Linked DNA regions of Sus scrofa: region 2 is linked to region 1. A link is a contact called in public promoter capture Hi-C data. All regions are on one chromosome and are shown on one strand. The core of a region is the stretch at or near the end of the contact, and the rest is flanking DNA. Distances in the headings are between cores, read along the strand shown. Region 1 holds the start of RPS29 (40S ribosomal protein S29). Region 2 holds the start of PSMC6 (26S protease regulatory subunit 10B).

Evidence for each region. Promoter capture Hi-C pulls out the DNA fragments that hold promoters and counts their contacts.
Region 2: a promoter capture Hi-C map of liver shows a contact between it and region 1, with 3 times the contacts expected there. The contact joins the promoter of PSMC6 here to the promoter of RPS29 in region 1. A contact is called at or near these places in 1 of 5 promoter capture datasets (liver) and 1 of 47 Hi-C or Micro-C datasets (heart right ventricle).

Annotation. Positions count from the first base shown.
Region 1 is chr1:179,453,106-179,458,965 of Sscrofa11.1, reverse strand. It overlaps RPS29 (40S ribosomal protein S29), which reads left to right and starts at 2,119. Exons shown (of 3, transcript XM_021101317.1): 1 at 2,119-2,279; 2 at 2,510-2,609; 3 at 3,946-4,043. The coding sequence starts at 2,218. The coding sequence ends at 3,954. It also overlaps LOC102723301.
Region 2 is chr1:182,325,487-182,331,346 of Sscrofa11.1, reverse strand. It overlaps PSMC6 (26S protease regulatory subunit 10B), which reads right to left and starts at 2,277. Exons shown (of 14, transcript XM_001928747.5): 1 at 2,053-2,277; 2 at 943-1,022; 3 at 808-847; 4 at 509-561. The coding sequence starts at 2,179.

The sequences.
Region 1 (5,860 bases), core at 870-3,369:
AGAACCTGTAAGAAGAGTATAGGATTAAGCTGAAAGCTCTTTGTAAACACTGGGTTAAAATGGACTTTTAAAGCTATATTTTCAGCTTTCTTATTGAAAAAGAAATCGATAATTCCATCAGTGGAGAGGGATGGTGCTATGTTATTTTAACTGTGACTGGAATAAAAATTATGAGCAACTTGAATATCAAGATAGTTTAAGAGATTGTTATTATTCAAGTGTAACTAATTGATTTTTGTTTGTGGGTGTTTTTTCCCCCACTTTTGAATGAGTTCACTTCTTTAGGCTCAAAGGATTATATATTAAAGAGTATTGAAAATATTTATGAGATTGATCTCAGAATCATTGTAATATTTTAAAAATTACAGAGACCACCAAGCAGGAAAGATCCGAGAAGGCAAATGTGAGATTAGCTTTTGAAAGACACATGGGTTTTGGAAACTACCCATCAATGAAAGATTCCAGGTAAACTGTAGAAGCTTGACAATTAGACCCTCTACAGCTGGGCTTTAAGTTAAAATCCCCTTTCAATCTTATCACTAAGCCTTTTGGACTCCTCTCTAGTTAACTCAAAGTTGTTCACCCTCCCCAAGCTTTTTCCAACTCCATTCTTGACCTCAAATTCTTCCTCTCACTATTTCTTCCCTCCATCATGTGTAAACCCCACTCTTCACATATAGTGTATTTCAAAGACCCCTCAAGTGAAGCTCGTGCTGGAATTAATCTCTTTCTTTCTCCTCTTGTAGTCTATTAGTACATCTGTCATTTAATATAAAATGTCCTAAGAAACAAAAAAACAAAACGAAAAATCCAGAACGAATTGCTTATTTAGTTGTATACGTGTCACTGAGTGGCAGAAGTTGAATCTGGAAGAAAGGGCTCTTAAAAAAAAAGAGAGAGAGAGAGAGAGACAAAATGAAAGGAAGGGTTCAGGTAATAATACTATTTTCCTCACTACATTTGTTTTGAGAGCAGGATCAAGCCATATCTGGTTTTTCAGTCTCTGACTTGATTCCTTCATTATGTAAAAAAGTTCCCAATTTGGATGGGGAATTTCATAATCCTGAAATAACGTACCTTTAAGAGGTGTAGTGTTTCAGTTCTAATGTAAGAATTCATGCATAAAAGTTTCCTATATTTTGCACCCTGTGGTACATTTTATATTTCTAGTTAAAGCTCTTATTTTAGATTCATACTTAATTTTTCGTTTATTTACAGACATTATAAATGACCACGTGGATTTTAGAGACTTTTTCGGCAGATTATTAGAAGGCGTGTGATTCTTGCTAGTTATTTTGTTACCAGATCATTTGGTCAAAGCAACATACATTGGATATTTACTTGTTTCTTAACTTTAAACTTAACTAACTACACTGAAATATTAAACATCCTAAGTCTCATGTCATTTTTCTGGAATGGTGTGTGTCAATTAAAAATAAGTTTGAAAACGTATTCTGTTTAAAAACAGGAACTCCTACCGTTGACTCCTAGTTATTACAGTTGATTTTAAGTTTTTTTGCTATTTTATCCCAGTAGGGGTCAGTGTAGAGTTGAGGCAAACGTCCTTTTTCCTTTACGAGTTTAAGACTTTAATTTAAAAAAATGTGAAGGATTCTGAAGAGGAAAATAGCAGAATACTGAGATCAATTATTTGAGGGTTCAAAAGAAAAATTTATTCCAAAAGAGACGGGGTCTCGCTATGTTGCCCAGGCTGGAGTACAGTGGCTATTCACAGGCGCGATCCCACTACTGATCAGCACGGGAGTTTTGACCTGCTCCGTTTCCGACCTGGGCCGGTTCACCCCTCCTTAGGCAACCTGGTGGTCCCCCGCTCCCGGAGGGTCACCATATTGATGCCGAACTTAGTGCGGACACCCGATCGGCATAGCGCACTGCAGCCCAGAACTCCTGGGCTCAAGCGATCCTCCAGCCTCAGCCTCCCGAGTAGCTGGGACTACAGGCGCGCGCCACCGCGCCCGGCGGTGGCAGAAGGCGCAAGACAAAACTAGAGGCTGCGGTGTGGTGACGTCATCAGCAGGGCCCGCCCAGACTATTTCCATGCTTCCTCTTCACTCCCACCCCCGAGGAACAGCGTGGCCACACTGCGCACGCGTCACTGGTCCGCACTGCCTTCTGGGTAAACTGTGTCCAAAATTTTGAAGAGCGCATGCGTGCGCTAAGTCTGTCCTTTTGCCTCGTTGCAGCCGAGAGAGCAAGATGGGTCACCAGCAGCTCTACTGGAGCCATCCAAGAAAATTCGGTCAGGGTTCTCGCTCTTGGTGAGAAACAGAATGTCGCTTCAGGGAAGGGTTCCTCTGGGGCGCGACGCTGCTTGAAATAGAATGGCGGAGCCCCGCAGGTTTGCGCGTGGGGGGAGACGGAATCGGAGCTTGATTGCCGCCATTACAGGCCTCTCATGGGTCTTTGGTGACCAGCAGTGTGGGTGGTGGCTCTCTGAGTGCCGAATTGTTTACTTTCTGCGACTTGCGTTAATTTTTTCTATTTGCAGCCGAGTCTGCTCAAACCGGCACGGTCTGATCCGGAAATACGGCCTCAATATGTGCCGCCAGTGCTTCCGCCAGTACGCGAAGGATATTGGCTTCATCAAGGTATGCGTCCGCGGGCCGCATGCTCCTATTTCTGGGAGAGGCCAACAAGGGGTAGTTCCTTGGTGTGGGCTTTCGGCCAATGACGTTTTCTGCGTTTAGTTAGCAGCGCTGTTCTTGGTAGAGGATGACACTGTTCAGGGTTTGTGGCAGCCATGTGAATAGAATGGCGGGGATGCAGTGAAGGCCTTAAAAGAAGTCTTTGTAATCCCATTTTACCATTTTCGCCAGTTCGAGGTGCCGTGTAAAGTGTGTATAAAACTATTTACTTTTATGAAACCATGCTAAAATTCAACATTAGATCTCTAATCCTATCTAGCTATTTTTAAGCAAAGTACATGAGTTGACCACTGTCTTGAAATGTTGAGTTACGAGTTAGCGTCATGTAGGGGAATGAGCTTGAGGTTTGGGGCCATGTATGTTTTTTGAGGATTCAGGCAGGTAGTCATAATGACTTGGGTCACGTGTCTTGAAGCAAAGGTTTTACCTGTGGAAGCTAAATGGCAGTATTGTTGCAAAAATTAATGTATATATGAAGCTCAGAGGTGAAAACATTTCTTATTGGGTCTTTGAGCTGCATCTCTGGCCTTTTGATTCATAGTTAGGCCTCAGTAATTAAGTAGAACCTGCTTCTCTATATGTGCTTGGGAGTTGCCTGGTGGCTCAGTTGCTTAAAGATATCTGGTGGTGTCACTGCTGTGACATAAGTTTGATCCCTGGTTAGAAACTTCACATGCCGAGAGTGCAGCCAAAAAAGTGTTCTTATTTTGGTGAATTACTGTGGGTAATAATTGTTCATGTGACACTTATGTGACAGAGGCAAAATATCTTGAGCTTAAACTTTTGGCTTGGACGAAATGCTTAACAAGTACATGTTTTGTGTTACAGTGTGGAAGTTTAAATAACTTGTCAGTAGCATAACACAGATGAGAGAGTGGCTTCAAGTCCACTAAGTTTGTGACCCATTTCTCAGATGTTAGGATTAAATGAGTTATGAATGGCTCCTAGAATAGTGTCTGGCACACATTGAGTACCAAGATATTACCCATGTGATTAGTTACTTAATGACCATCTTATGTAGCAGTGTTTTTCTAGTGGGTAATTTCTTTGAGCATAGAAGGGGGAATATCAATAATGAAATTCACTGACTAAAATATAACAGATGTGTGGAGCAACTTGAAGTAGGTGTTTAGTAAATCTTTAGATGTTGATATTTTGGGTGGGTCAGATTTTCAGGTTAAACTCATTCTATAGTGAGCCATTTTTCTGAGAATAAAACGTTTAAAAGCATTTTGAATTAATTCATTTTTCTGTCTGCCTTTTTTTTTTTTTTTTCCAGTTGGACTAAGCTTCCTTGAATGGGTCATCCAGGACATCCACCTTATGCAGAAACAATGTTAGTGCTTTGTATATAAAATAAACATTTAAAAATACTAATTATGAGTGTTTTAGTGTGAATGGAATATCAGTATCAAGATCGATTGCTACAGTGTCATCCAACAGGAGGGAAAGTGCCAATGGAAGCTGAAGTGGAAAAAAGCGTCTTAACTGATGGTGGTTAAATTAGCTGTGAAATTTTAAACAGTTAAACACATTGCTAGTGTACCTCTTAAAGCCTTAAAAGGAGCTCATGGAGGTTAGGGACACTGAAGTTTAGGTTTTTAAGAACATCATGGTAAATCCACCTCTACTAACTCTGAGTCTCAGTAGTATGACCATGAAATTTTTTTTAATAAAATAATAGTGTTGCTGGGGAAGTGTATTTAGGGTGAACAGAATGAGGTGGATAGAATATTGGGAAAAAAGGTTGAGGTAGGAAAAAATTTCTGTGATGTTGCAGATTGAGTGGGTGAGAAACTGCCAGCTGAGCAGAGGTAAGTTTCTTAGGTGAAGATGGGGGAGGCATATACATAATTGATTTACACAGGTGTCTTTGTGCCGTGTGTTTAATTTGGTTATGAGAATTTGGGGGAAGAGATGGACATTGCTCTATTGGGATAGTCCTAGGTGATTGCTCCTTTAAAACCTGTATTCTTTGTTGAGGGGATGTCTGAAGGGGAACATTGCCTATCCAATCCTGACCCTGTGGTGGGGAGGAAGGTTGGTATGGTCAAGTGGTTTTCTGTATCTTTTATATTAGGGATTGGATAATTATATTTTAAAATGTATGTGCCAGACATGCTAAATGCCTTTTTTTTTTTCAAGTCTTAGAATTTTGAGGAAATTGAAATTTAGAGATTAAGCAGTTTCTGCAAAGTCTTCCCAAGTAAGAAAGGGATTAAAACTGGACTGAAACTCAAATCTGACTTCAATGTTAATATTCTTAATAAAACACTTAGGGTTAGAGGCTGTACGTCTTGTTCTCAAAGATAATCATATGATTGCAAGCACTACTATTTTTATTTTTGATTTAATATTTTTACTTTAAAAAATTCTGCATGTTTGAGGAGTGGGAAGGGAGTGCAGAGGCAAGGGATGGATGGGTGGGGTGGGATAGGAACATTTACCACAGCAAGTAGCATGATACCTTACATAATAATAGTAGGTCCTCTATTTATTTATTTTGGAGGTTCCCCGCCTCTACAGCCACAGCAATGCCAGGTCTGAGCCCTGTCTGTAACCGACATCACAGCTCACAGCAATGCCTGATCTTTAACCCCTGAGCAAAGTTAGGAGTCCTGTGTCCTCGTGGATACTAGTCAGATTCTTTCCCCTGAGCCATGACAGAAACTCTGGTCCTCAACTGTCGAGTAAAATTAAATTCCCAGTGAAATCTCAGTAATGGCTGATAGCAAAATAGGATAGATCATGTAGAACATTTAAAACAACCTTGGAGCACGGAGATTATAATACTAGGTTTGGGTCACCTGAGTTAGGGCTAAATGGGGTTTGTTAAGGGTTTTTTGTTTTTGATTTTTTTGGGGGGCTTTTATTATTAAGGACTTTATTTAACTCATTGGTAAAGCCAGTAAGATTTGTCTACCAGTTTAAAGGAGAATTCAAAGCATCATGCTTAATAGGTGAATCAATGATTTTGAGATTAATTTATAAATAAGTGTAAAACTGGCCTTTTCAGTGAGGGGAGGGAGATGAGTTATCCAAACAATTTGCATGTCTGTGGACAAGTATCACGTACGCACAATATGCAGAGTTATAAAATAGTTCAAACACAAAGGTTTAGGGTTCTTCACCCCAAGATTGTGCTAGACAAAGCTCTTAAGTTCTGTGAAAAACACCCAGTAATTTTTGTGGTC
Region 2 (5,860 bases), core at 1,028-3,527, 2.9 Mb before region 1:
AGTGGTAACGAACCCAACTAGTATCCATAAGGACGCAGGTTTGATCCCTGGCCTTGCTCAGTGGGTTAAGGATCCAGCGTTGCCATGAGCTGTAGTGTAGGTAGCAGACACAGCTGGGATCTGGCGTTGCTGTGGCTGTGTGTAGGCCAGTGGCTACAGATCTGATTTGACCCCTAACCTGGGAACCTCCATATGCCATGGGTGTGGCTCTAAAAAAAGACCAAAAAAAAAAAAAAAGAAAGAGAGAAACAATCTGAGGTATTTTTTCAGTTCTAAAATTCTTTGATTTCTTAGTGTGTAGAACTTAGTGAGGCAATGCAATTCAGTAGAAAGTAGAAACTACCAGGAGTCAAATCCATAGTTCAGGCTTTGCTAACAATTACATATGTCTAAACAAGTTACCTTTGGGAGTTATGAGCATAATGCCTGACTTGCTTACCTTAAGAATTAAATAACTTAGAGGAAAGTGCTTTGTCAGTTATAAAGCACTATACAAATAAATTGTTACCTGTCGACGACAACCCACAACATATCTTGGTCCATTTGTAGCTTTAACAATGACTAGAGAAAGAAAATTAAAAAACAAATTGAAAACTACAAAGTAAAAAAAATGAATATACCTACACTGATGGAAGGTTGAGTTTTATCTCTGTTCGCCAAAGGACAATAATTGAAAGAAAATTTAGTCTATGCAAGAATGTTATCTACCTCATTACAGTTATAAAAATAATAAGCATTTCAAAAGATGGTGGTGGGAGGAGAGTCTACTCTTTTTTTCTTTACCAATTAACAATCTAATACACTTACATTTTTCTTCAGTTAATTGCTTAAGTACTTCACCCACAATCTAAAAAGAAAAAAAAAAAAGCATTACTTTTTGCCAAGAACTAAAAAAGCAAAGCAAATTACCATCACCCTCTCATCCCAAGCTCCATTACCTACCTGTCCGACACTTTGTAGGGCCTTCAGATCATTTTCAGACTTTTCATACTGCTTGGTAAGTTCTTTTAATTGTTCCCTTACTGAAATAATATAATTTGAATATTTTAAATTAAATAATCCTAGCCAGTGTGTTTGTCACTAGGTCTCACTTTACTTAAATTCAAGTCTATTTCACTTTACATATATTTCATATCCACTCTATCGAACCACACACACACACACACACACGCACAATACCGTTTGCAGATGACATGTTTAAAAACGAAATGTTGCAGAGAAATTACCACATTTTTCTTTTCTTGGTCGTAAATACTTACTTTGAGCACATTTTAGGTTACACTTTTAACAGATATTGACATTCTGACACTTTCAATTTGAGATCACAAATTCGAATGATAAAAGAGTTAGAGCCTTCCTCACTTCTCCACTTACCCACACGGATTGTTACTCTCTGGTTTTCTAACCCATATGAAGTCCACAGGTGCGGCGCTCCACAAAATTATATGGTTATGGTCTTCCCCCATTTAATTAAATCACTCAGGCTTTTCACTGACGGTACACTAAGAAAAAATCCTAACAATCTTTTCAGTTCAGGAAGAAAGGGAACTTTGTGTACCATGTAGAGTACTACTCAAAACACGACGAAAGAAGAGGAGGGCTATTATTGACCGATGGATCCCTTCTCTCTAAAGCTCTGTGTTGGGCTTTCCACTCCGCTAACGAGCCAACTTCCCGAGTTTCATCTCTTGCTTTGGTTTGCTTAACTCTTTTCCCCGCTCCGGGTCCCAGGACTCCAACAACACTGCACTCCTTACCTCAAACTGGGAAACATCCCTGACCCACTTCTTCCCCACTCCTCCTCTGGTCATCTACACTTCCATCTCAGAACTGGGGGTGTTCTCTCTGTCACCTGGACCAGTCTGGGCCATTTCTACGCCCGAAGAGGCTCCGCTTTTCAAGCACAGGGAGGGATGACAAAGCGCCTTGTCCCCAGACCGAGGCCTTCTCATTCCCGGTGCTCGGCTGCCGAGCTCGGCCAAAGGCCTCTGCTTTGTCATAGACAGAAGCGAGTTCAGACACGAGATTATATGGAAAGAAAGGTGCACTCACACTCCTTGAGACGGCCATCGATCTCCTTGTGCTCCAGCAGCTTCTTGCGGTAGTCCTGAAGCGCCTTATCTCTAGGGTCCGCCATGATGAGAAGCCGTCGCTCATAGGGGATGTCGGGAATGGCCATGGCCGCCTGGGCGGGGGAAGGGGCGGGGCGAGGGAGAACAGCCTCCCTGGAAGGGCGGGTTTGCGGGCGACCCCGCCCCTTCCGGTTGGCCCGCCTCTGCACTCCTCTTCCGGAACTTCTATGCCTCCTTCACTAGGGCTCCGCAGTGAGTTAAAGGAGGCCTCCGGCCACACTGTCCCCTGCTGGTCCGCTTGGGTAAAGCAAGGCCCTGATCTGGTGTATCTGAGAAGCCTTGATATGCTTGAGTCACTGCCCTCTTGGAACCACAAAAGGCTGTAGTAAACTGAGATGGAAGTGAAATAGAGAATATACATATCTCTCTAATATATATAGCTCTACTGGCTTCTCAGTAAAACAAGGATAGCTTCTTGGTAAAGAACAATAATATCCAGGTGAAGTAAGAGGTAGATGGGCCCCTGGGCTGAGAACAGCTGGGACTTCTTAGGTCAAGCAAATTGGGCCTTGTTTCTTTTTGGCACTTCAAGGAAAAAGTTAATTGCAGGAGCAGAGCTCTACTGGAGTAGAAAGATAAGATGACCACTTTAATCACTCCTGGGGTAAAGAAGACCTCCCCAATTACACATGCACAGTAAGATTCCTAGGGGGTCAGAAAAGGAGGAGGCACCAGGCCATAATAAGTCCTGATACCTGCTTAGCACACTTTGCTTTGGAATCCATCTTTACCAAAAGGTACGCACATATACTGGGAAGGGTCCTGTGTCCAGTCAGGTGTGAGAAATAAATAAGATAATTAGCCAAAGGTAAAGAAAGATCCAGAAGAATTGTGCTATATAAGTGATTTAAATCACCTCTCTGGTGTGCCCCTCACTCAGGGGACGCCTGCACCCGCACTCCTCTTTGGGGTGTGTATTACTTCTCTGCTTCTGACTTAAACTGCTTCTTTGTGTGCTTTCCCATATGTTGTACTGTGACTCTAACAATAAACTTTATACCTATTTTCACAGTCTTTGCCTCCCTGAAATGTTCTTGCTTTCAACAAGGGGCAAAAGTTAGGGCAATTCTACTTTTCACCTCTAGCTAGTCTAGTGGCTAGGATTCCTGGTTTTTTATCCAGGCTGCCCAGGTTCAATTCCTGAGCAGAAAAATAAGATCTCTCTCCAAGCCAACACTCATTGCTGTCTCTCCAAAATCACAGGATTTCAGGATACAGAAGGAGTAGGGTATTCATTTATTTACTCAGTGAATGAGGCATTACTAAGGGTTTGATCTGGTGAGGAGATAAAAAATAATAATTTCAAAGTGTAATAAATACTGTATTATAATGAAAAGAAACCATGGTGGAGGAAAATGAGAGAAAGATAGAACTACTTTAGGACAGATATCTGCAAGAAGGGGCCAGCCAAGCAACAAACTGTAGAAAAAAACCTTTCAAACAGAAGAAACAGCAGCTACAAAGACCTTAAAGTGAAAAAGAGATTTACTCATTTCTTGGAACAGGAAGGAGACCAACAAAACCAGAAAGGGGCGGGTCGTAGAAATGAGGGGCTCAAGAGGCTGAAGTAAGCTAAGAAACTTGAAGTTAGATAGAACTGTTTTTAAGATTCCTGTGCTGGAGTTCCCGCTATGGCCACAAGATAGACAATGTCTCTGGAGCACTAGGTTGCATGTTTGATCCCCAGGTTGGGTTAAAGATCCAGCATTGCTGCAGCTGTTCCGTAGGTCCCAACTGATCAGGGCCCAGGAACTCCATATGCCACGGGGTAGCCAAAAAAAAAGAAGATTTCTGTGCTTTCTTTTTTGGGTGGGGGTGGGGAGGGAGAAGTTGGCTGCTGTGTTTTTTGACTTGACAAGGGATCTCAGTTCCCATACCAAGGATTGAACCCAGATTAGAGCCATGAAAGCACTGAATCCTAACCACCATGAGACCACCAGAGAACTCCAAGATTTCTGTGCTATTGGACAATTTACTTAATCTCTTAAAAATCTCTGTAAAATTTATACCTATCTCATAGGGATGTCATGAGTATTAAATAAGAGAGTGTTCCTGTAAACTGTTAACATGGCATCTGGCACATGGTAAGTATTCAGTAGTGTTATATTAAATTATTTATTTTAAGGGTAATAATGACCTCAACTTTTGTGGTACATGTCCACATTGCTGTACCTCTTCCCATTACATCTGGGGAGAATTTATTGTTGTTCCAACAGAATCAGTCACATTCCCCAGACAGACTCCTTTTGATCTTATCCAGTGACCTGGATGTTTGAGTTTAAATAGGTGTATCCTATGTATACATACGAAGTGCAAAATTAAGTGAATTAAATCACCAAAAATGTATTAGGAAATTTAAAATATTAGGAAATAGGAAAGATGACTTCAAATGTATTAGGAAAAAAATCTTACAGATATTGTGTGAATATTCTGTTCTTTCCAGGTATAGTTGGGAATTGTGGTTAGATGATAACAAGGAAGGTGGTTTGAGGGAGATTAGTCCCTTCTCCCACTGAGCTGCAACTTTTCCAGTCAAACTAGTCCTTCCATACCAAAATATATCACCTCTGACATCAAGAAGTAAAGAAGTGAGGATGAGGCAGAGGAAAAAAAAAAAAAAAGCTCAGTTTGGTTCAATAAGTATTTATAAGCACATACTAGTGGGTTACTTCAACATAACACACCAATATTTTAAACTCCCTTGAGCCCTGTTTTTCTCTCACCCATCTGGCAAAATTCCAACCTCAGTTGCACCTTCTGTCTATTTTGCCTGCAACAGAACAGCCCTATTCCTTTTTTATATGCACCTCTGAGATTGTATCCCTGTCCATCAGAAAATATAGCTTAAATTTGTAATTATACATTCATAATTTGTTTAGATGCAGTTAAATGTGTCTTTTCCCCCAGTAGACTACAGCTCCAAAAACAAAACAAGGACACTGATTTTTTTCTTGTTCATTATTGTATCCCCAGAAGATGGTTTTTTATATATATTTATATTTTTAACATATATTTATATTTATATTTTATATATATACATTTGAATGAATTTGTGAATATGTTAGATACTATGATAGTTAAGCAGAGATTCAAAAGGACTAAGAAATGTCATCAGTTCTCAAGGAACTTACACTGTAGGATAGAGAAGAGGTGAGATGAGAAGGTAGGTTATATCATAGTTGGGGTGGGTTAAAAGTGATGTCATAGCAAACAGTGATGAGATATACTTAGATCTTCGAAAATCATTTAAGAATAGTCTCCTGGAGTTCCCGTCGTGGCACAGTGGTTAACGAATCCGACTTGGAACCATGAGGTTGCGGGTTCGGTCCCTGACCTTGCTCAGTGGGTTAACAATCCAGCGTTGCCGTGAGCTGTGGTGTAGGTTGCAGATGCGGCTCGGATCCTGCATTGCTCTGGCTCTGGTGTAGGCCAGTGGCTACAGCTCCGATTCAACCCCTAGCCTGGGAACCTCCATATGCCGTGCGGGAGCGGCCCAAGAAATAGCAACAACAACAACAACAACAAAAGACAAAAGACAAAAAAAAAAAAAAAAAAAAAAGAATAGTCTCCTAACCCTCTCACCTATAATGTAGCATTGATGAGTGTTGTGGTTTTAAAATAGGTACACAACCTCTTTAACAATTACCATTACGAGAAGTGGAGCCTAATTTCCCTCCCTTGGACCTAATGACTTGTTTTGGACAGAGTAAAGTGGAAGGGAGAGTACA